4 separate regions of the Mus musculus genome follow, and all the other regions are linked to region 1. The links are chromatin contacts, called in public HiChIP or PLAC-seq and promoter capture Hi-C maps. All regions are on one chromosome and are shown on one strand. The core of a region is the stretch at or near the end of the contact, and the rest is flanking DNA. Distances in the headings are between cores, read along the strand shown.

The links. HiChIP or PLAC-seq counts read pairs in DNA pulled down with a chosen protein or histone mark. Capture Hi-C pulls out chosen DNA fragments and counts their contacts.
Region 2: a contact with region 1 is called in a promoter capture Hi-C map of liver, with 4 times the contacts expected there. The contact joins the promoter of Pex16 here to the promoter of Atg13 in region 1. A contact is called at or near these places in 3 of 39 promoter capture datasets (liver, neural stem cells and pre-B cells), 2 of 484 Hi-C or Micro-C datasets (CD4 T cells and CD8 T cells), 11 of 115 datasets of contacts at active chromatin or transcription factors (craniofacial prominence, double positive thymocytes, embryonic forebrain and 8 more) and 3 of 9 other capture datasets (adipose tissue, embryonic stem cells and liver).
Region 3: a promoter capture Hi-C map of adipose tissue shows a contact between it and region 1, with 2.2 times the contacts expected there. The contact joins the promoter of Psmc3 here to the promoter of Atg13 in region 1. A contact is called at or near these places in 6 of 39 promoter capture datasets (erythroid cells, liver, maxillary cranial neural crest and 2 more), 6 of 115 datasets of contacts at active chromatin or transcription factors (effector CD8 T cells, embryonic stem cells, microglia and 3 more) and 3 of 9 other capture datasets (adipose tissue, liver and pancreatic islet).
Region 4: an H3K27ac HiChIP or PLAC-seq map of microglia shows a contact between it and region 1, with 8 times the contacts expected there. The contact joins the promoter of Slc39a13 here to the promoter of Atg13 in region 1. A contact is called at or near these places in 4 of 39 promoter capture datasets (erythroid cells, liver and pre-B cells), 1 of 484 Hi-C or Micro-C datasets (B cells), 7 of 115 datasets of contacts at active chromatin or transcription factors (bone marrow-derived macrophages, extraembryonic endoderm stem cells, memory CD8 T cells and 4 more) and 2 of 9 other capture datasets (adipose tissue and liver).

The regions. Positions count from the first base shown.
Region 1 is chr2:91,709,065-91,712,331 of GRCm38.p6, reverse strand. It overlaps Atg13 (autophagy related 13), which reads left to right and starts at 1,740. Exons shown (of 17, transcript NM_001355419.1): 1 at 1,740-2,085. Harbi1 (harbinger transposase derived 1) reads right to left here and starts at 1,480. Exons shown (of 3, transcript NM_178724.5): 1 at 1,081-1,480; 2 at 1-252. The coding sequence starts at 136.
Region 2 is chr2:92,373,682-92,376,948 of GRCm38.p6, reverse strand. It overlaps Pex16 (peroxisomal biogenesis factor 16), which reads right to left and starts at 1,710. Exons shown (of 11, transcript NM_145122.2): 1 at 1,274-1,710; 2 at 1,043-1,078; 3 at 246-322. The coding sequence starts at 1,385.
Region 3 is chr2:91,052,373-91,055,639 of GRCm38.p6, reverse strand. It overlaps Psmc3 (proteasome (prosome, macropain) 26S subunit, ATPase 3), which reads right to left and starts at 1,624. Exons shown (of 12, transcript NM_008948.2): 1 at 1,309-1,624; 2 at 982-1,065; 3 at 536-661; 4 at 78-182. The coding sequence starts at 1,392. It also overlaps Gm13778.
Region 4 is chr2:91,068,724-91,071,990 of GRCm38.p6, reverse strand. Slc39a13 (solute carrier family 39 (metal ion transporter), member 13) reads left to right here and starts at 1,676. Exons shown (of 10, transcript NM_026721.3): 1 at 1,676-1,836; 2 at 3,252-3,267. The coding sequence starts at 3,260. Gm39874 (predicted gene, 39874) reads right to left here and starts at 1,640. Exons shown (of 2, transcript NR_166131.1): 1 at 1,485-1,640; 2 at 368-925.

The DNA of each region.
Region 1 (3,267 bases), core at 491-2,990:
TGAATTGTCGGGGGAATCCATACATGGACATCAAGTATTCGTCAGTCACATCATCCAGCTTAAAACGGTCCAAGGTCCGGTGACCTCGGCCATACAGCAAGAGATCACAGTCAAGCACTGTTATTGGAATAGCCATTGCTAATGTGGAGGTCCTCTTCTATCTGCTTTTCCCGAATTTTTCCCAGCGCAGTAAGTATCAGAATTCAACAGCTAACCATCAGTTAAATGGCTCTGACATTTATAATCTTCTTTCTGTAAATGTTAATTAAAAGAAAAAAATAATTAGAAACGTGATCCAAACCATACCAAATGACTCAAAACCTACACCTTTTTCAGCCATTCACTTGTTAACTCTAGATTTATCTCCACTGACTCACTATTGTATGACAAACTTGATCTAATTTGCAGACAATAAGAGTTCAATCCCAGTGGCTCATCTACTGCCTGGCATTTCAACTGAGAACAACACATGAGAACAAACAATTTACAAGGTAAAAGAGGTCTGTGGCAACCAGGAGACAGCTGACAAGTTGAAAACACCTTAAGGGTTACTCAGAGGTTTGTTTTGCAAAGCCCTATGGCTCCACAGATGAGGGAGTGCTCAAACCAGTCCAACTAGAGATGTAGAACAAAGGGGGGGTGGGGGGGGGGGAGAAAGGAAGAAAGACAGTCTGTGGCCCTGCCTGGGGACCTACACTGTCTGCTGTAACAGGCTTTCCCTTCATCTCAAGAGACCCAAATCCCGAAGCTTTAGGCTAGAAAGGAAGGAAGAGTATAAAAGGAAGGAAAGGAGGAAAAAGCTAAGTGAACCAGGTAGGTCTGGAACACCGAGGCCACTTTTCAACCCGCTTTCAAAACAGTATTAAGGGACAAAGATGGCTCCGAGGGCACAGGGTTTGCCTGTGAAGCCTGGTGAAATAAATTAGTTGGCTATCTGAGATCCATATGGTGGAAAGAAAGAATCGTCCAACACCCTTGCCACATCACGCCCGCCTCCAAAACATAAATGTATTTAAAAAGTTTATTCCTTTAAAAGCCGTGTAAGTAAAGATGCCCCAGCCAGGAATGGGCTCACTGTACTTGGGAAGTGTAGACCAGAAGATCATGTGCGAGGCAAGCGTGGACTACGAGCACCAGTCAAAACAAAGTAAAACAAAACAAAAAGCTCCTAAGGCTGGTCCAGCCTGTAATGTTAGCATTCTGGAAACTGGGTAGCATCGCCGCGTGCTCCATGCCTGCTGGAGCTACATTACGTTCAAAGCTAACCTGAGTTACACAGCGAGACCTTGTCTCAAAAATAGTAAGATAACCAAAGTCTGGCTGCTCGACCCAGAATAACCGAACGCTGATCGCCACCTTTCCGTAGCTACCGGATTAACCGGAGCACTCTCCACCCTCGGGGCCGAAGAAGGCCCGCCTCCGGAACCCACGGCCGCACACAAGCCGCCACGGTGCGCAACAGCCGCACCTCCCCTTCCGCGTCAGCGCCCGCCCCACGCCGCGTCATCAGCACCTCGGCCACCGCGGCCTGCGCTTCGCTTCCGTACATTCTACACGAAGCCCAGTCTCCAACTCCCTAAATTCCTTCCCAAACCCTTTTTTTTCTCCTAAAAGGCTTTAAAATTAATCATATGATTTATTTCTGGAAATAAGCCGCCTTTCTTGAAGACTCTGATGTACAGAAATATTAAATAGGTCGTTTGTGGTGTAGCGAAAGTGCAGCTGAATTTAGGCAGCTGCATTTCCTCCGTAGCGCTCTACCTCCCCACCGCCTGCACTGAAGCGGATGAAAACAAACACTAAGGATGGCGGCGCCGGGCAGCGACTGGTTGCTGGCTTAGGGCGGGAGAGATCGTTTGACGTGTGAAGGGGAAGCTCTGAGAAAAACCAGTCCACACCAGTCCGACAGCTTTTTCAGTTCTGGGATCCCGGAGCCTCGTTAGCGTGAGATATCTCTCTGCGACCTGTGCTGTCACTACCGCCCGGGAGCGCGGAACCCTCTGCTGGGAGGTGCAGTTGGCCGGCCCCAGGCCCCGGCCTCCGGAATGAGAGCCCGGAGCCACTCTCTGTGCCGTAGCTTCGCAGGTACTCACTTTTGAGGGTAATAACCCCCGGATCTTTCAGCGCCCCCGAGTGGGAGGTCACTGATCTGTGTTCCCTTGGCCACCACCTTGGGGACGCCCAAGCCAAGCAACCGAGGTTCAGTTCCATAATCCCCTGATTATGTTTTCTACGAGAAGTTGGGTTGGTGTAGACCCTGTTGGCTCTTGAGGCGTCCCAACCGTTACAGACATCCCCCGAAATTTTCTTGCTACTTTATTGTCTCTTTGAGTTATGTCAAAAAGATCTATTGGAGAACATTTGTAGGGCCGTAACTCCGGTGTTGGGTATCAAGGTAGGTTAGGTAAGTTTTCAGTCAATCAAAAAAAATTTTTAATGCCAAGTATGAAGTCCTCCTGTAAGTGAGGGTGACTTGACTAGTGAAAAAGGGGACTATGTTCTTACTGGCAGTGGAATAACCTGCGAAAACCTATTCTCATTAAATCTCTGAATTAAGTGGCTAAGCACCTTCTTGGGTTGTAAATCTCTCATTCACTTTTTTCCTAGTTAATCTGCTCAATCTATCCTCAAGGTAACATTCCTTTGTTGGCTCCCCCCTCCCCACTTCGGTGGTAGCCCGTAGCCCAGGTTGGCCTTAAACTCCTGTGCTTCAGTTATCTTCTTCACTCAGCCTCCTGAGGAGCTGAGAATACCGACGCAGGCTGTCACAGGCCTAGGTTGGGATAGTTGGAAACAGGGTTCACCTATGCAGCCAGGGTTTGTTTGCCTTGAGTTACTGATCCTCCTTTCCCGGCATCGTAAGTGTTGAGATTATCTAGCATATACCATCATGTCTAGTTTTGAAATTCTCCTAATGAAATATGTATAAATTTATTTATATGTATATGTTTATATGTATACAATAATTATATATCTATACACAAACACATACGTGTTCTTACTTGAGGTTTAACCTATCACTCTGCTCAGTCTACTACAGAGCTATATTCACAACCAATTAATCTCTGCTTTTTGAGACAAGATCTTTTTGTGTATTACACTTGTTGGCCTGGAACTCACTATGTAGACTAGGCTAGTATTGAACTTGTTAGCAGTCCTATTGCCTCTGACTCCCCAGGTCTGGGCTATAGGCATGTAATACAACCAAACAACACTATCTATCTATCTGCTCTTGTAGGTTTTTGAGACAGGATATTTATATAGCCT
Region 2 (3,267 bases), core at 461-2,960, 660 kb before region 1:
TGCTGGGATTAAAGGCGTGCACCACCATTGCCCAGCCTTGTTTTTTGTTTGTTTGTTTGTTTTATTTTGTTTTTTAAAAGAAAAGAAAAGAAACTTCATGCATGAGACTACCAACAATTGATCTGCGGCTCATGTGGGCATGCCTCACTCTCTGAGACAACGACATGTACCACACGTGCTGGTCATTACTGTTTTCCTCCCAAGTCCCTGAGCTTCCCACCCCCAGCTCCTGGCAAAGTTCTCACCACAGGCAACTTTTTTCGAAGCTCCTTCCTCAGGATCCCGTCATTGAGCAGCACCAGCAGGTTCGAGGCAGAGTACACTGAGAAGCAGATTGTGGTCTTGAGAGGCCGGCCCTGCTGTGGCCTTCACCCCTCTCACCCTTACCCCAGAGCCCTACCGATCACAGCTACCCACAGACTGTGTGGAAACCAACAAGCCTCTCCGCCCACTACCTCAGAGCCCCATTCTCTCCATGATGACATCTGAGCCAGTAAGAAATGAGCTGATTGGAGTGACAAGCCAGCCCTTGCTCTGCTGGACAGCACTGGTTACTGAGCTGCTCAAAACTGCCTGTCATGTTCCAAACAGCCAAATGTGTGGTCCCACCAACTCATCTTTGCTCTCTTCAGATGGTCCCCCCTGAAGGACTACATCACACCTACCTTTCAAAATCCCCCTCATCCTTTCATGATCTTCACTACCCCCACTAAGCAAACAGAGCCCTTACAGCAGGGAGGTGGGGGCACTTGAACACTGGTCCTGACATCAAGGACTTTTCTGAACTTGTATTCCTTCAGCTAGACAGAACAACAGTGCCCTTCTCATACTCATAGGTCTGATGAACTAGCAAGGTCAGGAAAGTTGCTTAATCCTAAGCAAAACCAGGAGTGAGAAGCCAGTCAGAGCCCTCACAGGTCGCCCAACTCTGGGGACACCAACTGTCTTGGGCGATGGACAGCTGATCTAGAGGGAAGCTCAGGACCTTCAATCAAGGTTCCGCTGGAAGCCTTCTCCCTCCCCAGCCCAGAGTCCAACTTACCCAGTTCAGACAGCTCGTGTGAATCGGAGAAGCGACCTAGGGAAGAAGGTATAGAAGGCGTTGGTGAGCGTCTGTTTTACCCTGCGGCTTTGGGTTCTCTAGTTTCCTCTACGCCACAGGAACCCAGACAGAACTGAAGCACCGCGACCACTACCCTGGGTCAGCAGGCAAAGAGCCATAGGGTTCCTGGGTCAGAGTCCCCAAGAAATGGGTCAAAGGTCAGTGTGGCACCTGCCAGCAGGTAACTGAGGCCCCGCACAGCCGTCTCCAACTGGGCCGTGGCGGCTGGATGACGAGTCACATACTCCTGGTAGCGGAGGCTCAGGAGCCGTAGCTTCTCCATCCTGCTCTGGCCACTGACAGTCCCACCGGCCGACAGCAAGGCTGGCAGCGGCGCCCTGCGTCCTGAGCCCTCCTTCCTGCTTCCGGCCCTAAGCCCGCCTCCCGGTTGCTCAACTTCCGCAGCCCAGGAGGACTTAGACCCGCGGAGCCCCTGAACGCCCCTTCACCCCATCTCTAGCGCCTCCTCCCCGAGACCGGGAGCTCCCACCCTCCCTCCTTCCAGCCATTGGCTCCTTCTCTCTCCGCCCTGAAGCTCTCTAGAGCTTCTGGCACCCGATCTGCAGCCTCCTTGGTTGGCTGTCTTGGCGCCTGCGTAGTTACAACTTGCGGGCAGGCTGAACAGTTCATACTAGAGAAGGTACTAAGGAGCCTCAGACTTTCTCAGAAGATCGCCGAGAGCTCGAACGGGAGGGTCGGGAAGCAAAGAGTTTGGGATTTAAGGCACAGGGAACCTTGAAATTGTCGTAAATAGGTCTCAGCAGCCGCCAGTCTCGAGTTTTTCACAAAAGCCAGTGCCGGGTTTTTGCTGGGGCAAGCCTAACCAGCAGATTTAGAACAGTGGCTTCGGCTCCAGTTTCTTCAGAACACATGGACCCCCAAAACCCGTACCCGATGACTCCCTCCTTGGAGAATACCCTGGCCTATCCCTCTGCTCTCCGTTTAGGGACGACCCTGCGCATTAGCTTCCCCGATCTGCACCTCGGGTTTCCTCATCTACAAAATTATTTGGGCCCGACTTGGACCTTGAACTCGGAATGAATCCCAGCGTTTTCCGGCCCTTGGATGCACTTCCAGGTTCTAAGCTGGCCTCCAAGAGTTGGTGGAAACTCCTATGGCTCCATTCATGAACTGAGCTGCAATGCTGTCAAGGTGCTGCAGAAGTGGAGGGAGGGAACCGTTCCTGGGAGGCAGTTGATTGGCTGTGGGAAGAGGGGGCTTGGCAAATCTGCGCCATTGCGGACTCCGCCCGCGAATTTATGGTATATAAAGAATTGTAATACATTTAATACCCTACCAGATATTATCTTTAGACAAGGACAGAATATGCCGTTACGCCCATCCACTATATTACGTGCATGTACGAAAATGTCATAATGAAGCTCATTATTTTAGTTTGCATGTTTTGAGACAGGATCTCACTGTGAACCCCTGGCTGGCCTCAAATGCATAGAGATCTGCCTACGTCTGCCTCCCAAGTGCCGGGATTAAAGGCATGTGCCAGCACAAGAGACAAAGCACATTGTTTTGTACAATTAATAAAACACTAATAAAAATTCTCATTAGAGAGCTGGAAAGATGGATTCAGGAGTTAAGAAATGCTCGTTTAACCGGGCAGTGGTGGCACACACCTTAATCCCAGCACTTCGGAGGCGGAGGCGGAAGCAGAGGCAGGCAGATTTCTGAGTTCGAGGCCAGCCTGGTCTACAAAGTGAGTTCCAGGACAACCAGAGGTACACAGAGAAACCCTGTCTCGAAAAACCAATAGCCTGAGCCAGAACCAGGCGGTTTAAGCAGCACACTCACCAGGAATTTAAGGCACAGGGAATGAAGTGTCCCAACATGCCACCACTTCCTTCCCTTTCTTTGATCCATGTGGAGCCAGGCTCCCATTGTTGCCAACCACTCGTGCCAGCAAAGATTCAAGGAAAGGTGCGGTGAGCCTCAGAAGAGTCTGGTATGGGAACTGTGGAAGTCGTTTTTCACCCTGTCCTGAGGCCTCACGTGCTCCTCACCCTACTGGCAATTGTGATGGCTCGATCTTCGTTGATGGCTTGGTGGGTTTGGAATCGCTGTAGCAACAAAGCTCCGAGTTTATGGCAACACATCCATGGTTGTATTCCCAGAAACACTGAATCTAGGGGCCTCGGTCTGGATGTTTGTAT
Region 3 (3,267 bases), core at 375-2,874, 660 kb after region 1:
AGAGTTACAGGCAGTCGTAGCTACACGGAAACTCCCCCATGCTGCCCCCTGCCCAACTGTGACTGAGCCAACCTTACCTGTCGGGTAGAAGTTTTGATCACCGCACACTTGCCCTTCCTCTGAGAGTCCAGGTCAATGTTGGCACCATCCTCCTCCTGGTCATTGGGGTCAACGTCCAGCAACTAAGAAAGAAAATAGGCTCAGTTCCCTTCCCAAAATCCACTACTGTGTGTGCTCAAACAGTTCCCTAAACCCACAAGGCCACAGGCCTTCCTTCCCTCCTCAGTCTAGCCTTAAGCTTAATAAACATAGATGATGTGTTAGGGGGTTGACAACACCTTTGTTGAGGTGCTGCTTCTGTTTGCAAAGTTCATCTGCCCCAAGAAGGAACAAAAGAAGAAAATGGCAGAAATCTGTGACACTTCTAAGGTCTTTGCAGACTTAAACATTGCTTTTTACACTCTACCCTATGGGCCCCATCCCTAGATGTCTCCAAGCCTCCTGCCTCCTCCTCTTCCCACACACAGACACACACCTCGATGACATTGGAGACAAGGTACGGCAGGGTTTTGTTCACTTTGATTTTCTCACTGTTCTCTTTGATTTTGTCTTTCATGGCTTGGAGTTCATGGGTGACTCGCAATACTTCACTCTTCATGATCTGGGATAAGAGAAAACCAATGTTCAACCCTGATTCAGCCTGCATTCATTACAGCCCTCTAATAGATGAGGTCCAGGTTACCCGGGAGACCCATCCAACCAGATCTCAGGCTTTCTGAAGGCCCAGCCTGTACATGTCCAAACTGCAGAGGTCAGGACAAGAGGCCAGTGGGAAAACCTCCTGACAAAGCGGCTGTGGGACAGGGCTAGGTATTTTCCATGGGTTTGAGTGTGAATTCATCCCTCTCTGAGCCTCGGGTTCCTCATCTGTAAAATGGAGATCTGAGAACTCCGCTGCCTGCACCGGAGCCAGGAGCCCACCTTGATCTCGCTGTCTAACAGCCGTGTGCGCTGGACAATCTCTTCCGTGGACATCTTGAGCACCTCCTCCCCAATGCCATCTTGCTGTTCAAATAAGAGAAGAAGTACTTATTTACTGTAACTCAGAGCTGCCATCCCACGGTCCCACAGCCCCCTCAGCGCCTGCTTCCTTAACCCAACAGCAGGATGAAGTCGGGACAACCCAAGAAGCTCTGCAACCAGTCCAGACCGGACCTGGCCTTCCAGCCACCTCCTTTCCCGGCCTCCAAGAACGTCTAACCTTATAGCCCAAACTTTGGGACGCCCCTCAGGTCTCCCAACACTCACCTCAGCTTCATCCCACACGGTCGCCATCTTCTCCTGCCGAGTCACTGGACTCTCGGGCGTCGGCAGCAGATTCATTTCCTGCATGAAGAGGCCGAAACTGGGAGTGCGCACGAGCCCCTGAGGGAGCCCAGCGCAGCCTTTCTCAACGTCTTCTCTCCACCCGTGGAGAACTTCACCCGCGATTCCTGACGCGACAGAACGGGTTCTGTCCGCGTCTCCGAGCGAATCTGCCGCTGGGACTCCACGAACCAAACCGAGGCTACAGGGCCCGCCCCGTGGCTCGCCGGTTGCTCCGGTTTGTGCGGGAGCGAGGGCTGGGCTGCTATTGGCCGGCGTACAGGCGGGGCGGGGCTTGCTGCACAACCGGAAGAGGCGGGAGGCAGGAGAAAGCCGCGGAGTCTTTCGGGAAATGCAGTTTTTAGCCTGGCGGATAACTGAAAAGGAGTTTGCACAGGTGCCGGTGCAATCTAAGAACCCAGGTAAACTTGGAATTCACGGATTTGCAAAATGTCCAGTGTGGTGGCGCATGCCTTTAGTCCCAGAACTCTGGAGGCAGAGGTAGGCGGATCTCTGAGTTTAAGGTTAGCCTGGTCTAGAGTGAGTCCAGGAGAGCTAAGGCTACACAAAGAAACTCTTGTCTCAAAAACCAAAAACAAAAGGGAGGGAGGAAGAGGGGGGGGGGAGAGGGAGAGAGAGAGAGAGAGAGAGAGAGAGAGAGAGAGAGAGAGAGAGAGAGAGAGAGAGAGAGAGAGAGAGAGAGAGAGAGAGAGAGAGAGAGAGAAAGAAAGAGAAAGAAAGAAAGAGAAAGGTTGAAAAGAAACTGCTAGGTTTGATGGCACATGCCTGTCATCACAGACACTGAGCCACTGCAAAGATGAAGCAGAAGGATTGCTGCATATTAAGGCCACCCTGTGCTACATAGTGTATTTCTAGCTATTCTGGTCACACTGTGAGTCTTAAACAAAAATAGCCTAACAAAACCCAGATAAACCATTGCTTCTACTAATATTAATGCAGATCTAACTGTCCACATAGGGAAGTTATTTTTGTTACAATGTACTGTATATATGTTTCTACTCTTGTTTAAAGTATTATATCTACACAACTCATGTGCTGTAAAGTTCTAGTCCTTTAAAAAATTTTATTTATTTATTTTGATTTTTCGAGACAGGGTTTCTCTGTGTAGCCCTGGCTGTCCTGGAACTCACTCTATAGACGAGGCTGGCTTGAATTCAGAAATTCACCTGCCTCTGCCTCTGCCTCTGCCTCTCAAGTTCTGAAATTAAAGGCCACCACTGACTGGCAGATTTATTTATTATTATAAATAAGTACACTGTAGCGATCTTCAAATGAACCAGAAGAGGGTGTCAGATCTCATTATGGGTGGTTGTGAGTCACCATGTGGTTGCTTGGGACTTTCAGAAGAGCAGTCTTACCTACTGAGCCATCTCTGCAGCCCAAGTTCTAGTCCCTGAAAGCTGCTATTACAAACTGTTTAGGATAATCTGAAAGGCAAGTTAGTAATTAGTTACCCATAAATAATGACATTTATGGTCATGTTAGATACTAGTTTAGTTAATTACAGAAATAAGCTTTATTTAGTCTAAAGATGTTTTCAAAGTTACACAGGTTGTAAATAGCTATAAACAAGCAATGCTTGCCTATTCAACATAGTCTATGTCGATAGATGGTCTTCAAACACTTCAGAGATCTATAGAATATGGCATTTAAGATGTCTTAATAACAAGGCTTTTTTTGTGAAATTGAGATGCATCAGCTCCTGGCATTACCTAAATATTATTTCAAAAAGATAATGGGCATTGAAGACCCTCCATATGGAGTTTGATTCATATGTGGCAAAGCTAGCCACCTGGCAAAAGACTGTCCTTGCTTCAATTGCTGACAACATGCTGTCTAAACCATGGACAGTGGGACACAGAGGAAGTCAACTGCCAAATG
Region 4 (3,267 bases), core at 427-2,926, 640 kb after region 1:
TTAGGCAGGTGTGATGGTACAGGCCTTTAATCCCAGCACTCGGGAAGCAGAAGCAGGCAGATCTCTGTGAGTTCAAAGCCAGTCTGGTCTCTAAATGGAGTTGCAGGACAGCCAGGGCTATACAGAGAAACTTTGACTCAGGGTTGGAGGGTGGAGGGAGGGGTATAAAAGGCTGGGGTTGTAGTTGATAGAGTACTTGCCTGGCACACACAATGCCCAGGCTGTCAGCACTGCATAAACTGGATGTAGGAGGGCACATCTATCCAGGCAGTCCACAGGTTCCAGGTCATTCTCTGCTATATAATAAGTTTAGGGGTAGTCTACATGAGACCTTATGTCAAAAATATATAAATAAATAAACCAAGAGTGGTGGCACACGTATTTAATTCTAGCACTGAGGAGGTAGAAGTAGGCAGATCTCTGTAGGTTCAAAGTCAGCCACATCTACATAGAAAGTTCCAGAACAGGCAGGGGGTTAGGGCTACATAGAACCAATCTCAAAGTAAAACGACAACAACAACAACAACCACACACACAAACACACACTGTGAGGTAGGGCATCAACTGTGATGTGTGAGTTCGGTCTGCTCTCGGAGCGCCCAGAAGGAACAAGGGACCATAGAGAGCCGCAATGGTAGGTGAGGACTAATGAGCCCCTCACTCTGTCACAGCCAGCCCAGGGGAGCACTCATTCGGCCTCTGCTGAATGTCTTCCATGTCAGTTACTGGCTGATTCCCAGAGAAGGATGCAAACATGTATCGGATCGCAAAGGAGTGGGGGGTGTTAGGCCACATCCACACCTTAGCTCCAGCTTAGACATGAGGTGGCCATCGCACGCCCTAGGGAGAGGTACATCCAAGTTGAATTCCGCCTCTGCCATATGTGTGACATATGTCTGACCCTAGGTCAACAGTCAGTACCCACCTGAAAGATAAAAACGATTTGGTAAAGTTAACACTGATTACTGAGTAAATGGTCAGTAAAGGGCTACCCTAGATCAGAGAACTGTAGCCATTGTTATTGCCACTAACTGCTCCTTCGGTCTAAGAGTTCAGGTACAGCTTTGTCAGGGTAAGAGAACACCAAGTCCTTTGTTGTATCCTGGCTTGAAATTCCAGGGCACAGGCTCTAGAAACGTGTACTGGACTTCAAAGGGTTACAGTCCTGGAGACGGTGGCCTGAGGTTCCAAGTGAAAAACCAAAGCATAAAAATAATTCGATGAGTAAGAATAAAATTCCCTCTTCTGAGGTACCCAGAGCCAGGCCCCTCCTTGCGGCAGGCACTTCCCCTTTCCCTAGCTCATGGAGGAGCCAGGCCTGCTGACTCAGAGAGCCATAGCCCTGCTCTCGTCCCGGGACGGAGCGGTTTGGCAGCCGTGCGCGCCCCCGTGTGGCCACTGCTGGAACTGCATCCTCAGAAGGACGCCACACTGAAGCCCCGCCGCCCTGTTGATCCCGGTTCCCGCGTGGGTGCCGCCCTCACCCTAGCTTAACTTGGCTAAACGCGATGCCCACGAGGGTACCCACTTCCGTCCTACTCTCCCCGCAGCCCCAGAATCCGCCCCGAGCGGAAGTGCGCTGACCGCGCGGGTCCCCCATGGTATGAGGCGGAAGCGCCTCCCCCGCCGTCGCTCCGTCTAGCCCCCCGGAGCCGCGCGCGTCGGGTTCCGGACTGTCCCGTGTGACGTGGCTGCACGCCGGGGGTGGCTCCGGGCTGGGGGCCTAGTGGTGGGGCCGGGCGAGGCAGAGCGGGGCGGGGCGCGACACTGCAGCTGGATGGCCGGGCCCGCCCGGAGCGCTGCATCTGCTGCCGCTGCCACCTCTGCCACTGCGCGGTGAGTGATCGCTGGACCCTCAGGCCGGCGTCCGGGGCGGGATGGACCGTGTCAGTTCCCAAACCTGTCGCGACTCGTCCTCAGTTTAGGAGTTGAACTTGCCTGCTCTTTGGCTCTTTACCTCTGACGTCCCACGCTCTGCCCCTCAGCCCTCCCTGCTGCCCCGCTTCTTGTCTTCTCCTTCCACCAGACATTCTAGCTCATTTTATTGACTTTCCTTTCTCTTGCTTTCTCCTTTCTCTCCATACCCCATACTTCTCTGCTGAACCTGTGGTCCCCCCTTGCCTCTGCATGACCCGCTAAGGTCTTGGCCTGGCGAGGGCCTGCCTTGGTCCCAGTGAAGCTTTGCTCGTTTGTTTGTGCTGGTGTTGGCAGTGGCGGCCGCGAGGGGTCGGGGAGGGCTGGGGCAGGGGTCACTAATTATGGCCTGAAGATTCCAGACATAGGCTTGTAGCCCACCAATCAGAGACCGATGATTTCTCTCTTAACATCCATTGGCAGATGAGGAAACTGAGGCAGTTTCAAGGTCACAGCCAGTAGAAGACGGGGCAGATCACATTTAAACTTTCCAGATTGAACTTCTGGCTTGGTTGACTCACATCCCCATCCGGCTGCCATCAGTCTGCAGAGCACATTCCTTCTGCGAGTGCTTCAGACCTCCCCTGGCATTCAGAGGACTTGCATTCCCTCCTCGATGCCAGCAGCTACCTGCATTGTCAAGTTCACCTCATATTCATCGCTGTTAGGGAGCTCTGTTACCTCATCCATTCCCTGATGAGGACACTGAGGCTCAGGCTCATAAGGGACTACAGTCAGTTAACAATCTAGAGCACCAAATTAATTAGCCATAAGTTAGTTACCACAGCCTCTGGCTCTGGCAACTGTGAGGCATCTCTTCTCTTCAGCCCCACCTCTTGTCTCTTGGTGCCCAAGAATAAGATCATTTAGGAGGAAGAGGTTTGGACTATGACTCAGTTTCCCCACCTGTGTTTCTTTGTACCACGCCATCAAGCTAAACAGTGCTGGCTTTAGACCCTGGGGTGTCTTTACCGGCACATTCTGGCAGCCAAGCCTCTCCTGGCAGCTAGAGGCACCCAACAGGGATGGTCCCTCCTCCGGTGGCTGAAGGAGCCCAGCCAGTGCCTCACCCAGTCATTAAGGAAAGTTTAGCCTCAGGCGGACACATTGACACATAGGCTGGAGCCAGCTCAGAAGGAAAATATGTGTGGTTCTTGGGAGACGTGTAGATGGGCAGAGGGTGCTCCGTGCACCCACCCTGGGGATTGTTTCCGCTGCAGAGTGAGCAGGAGGGGGATGCCATGGCCGGTTGAGAGGTGGGAAGAGACGCTGTGCTTCCTAAGTGGGGTGTGTGGTCCAGGGAGGCAGCTCACGTGAGCAGTCTTTGTGTTTTCTAGCGCCCGGCATGCCTGG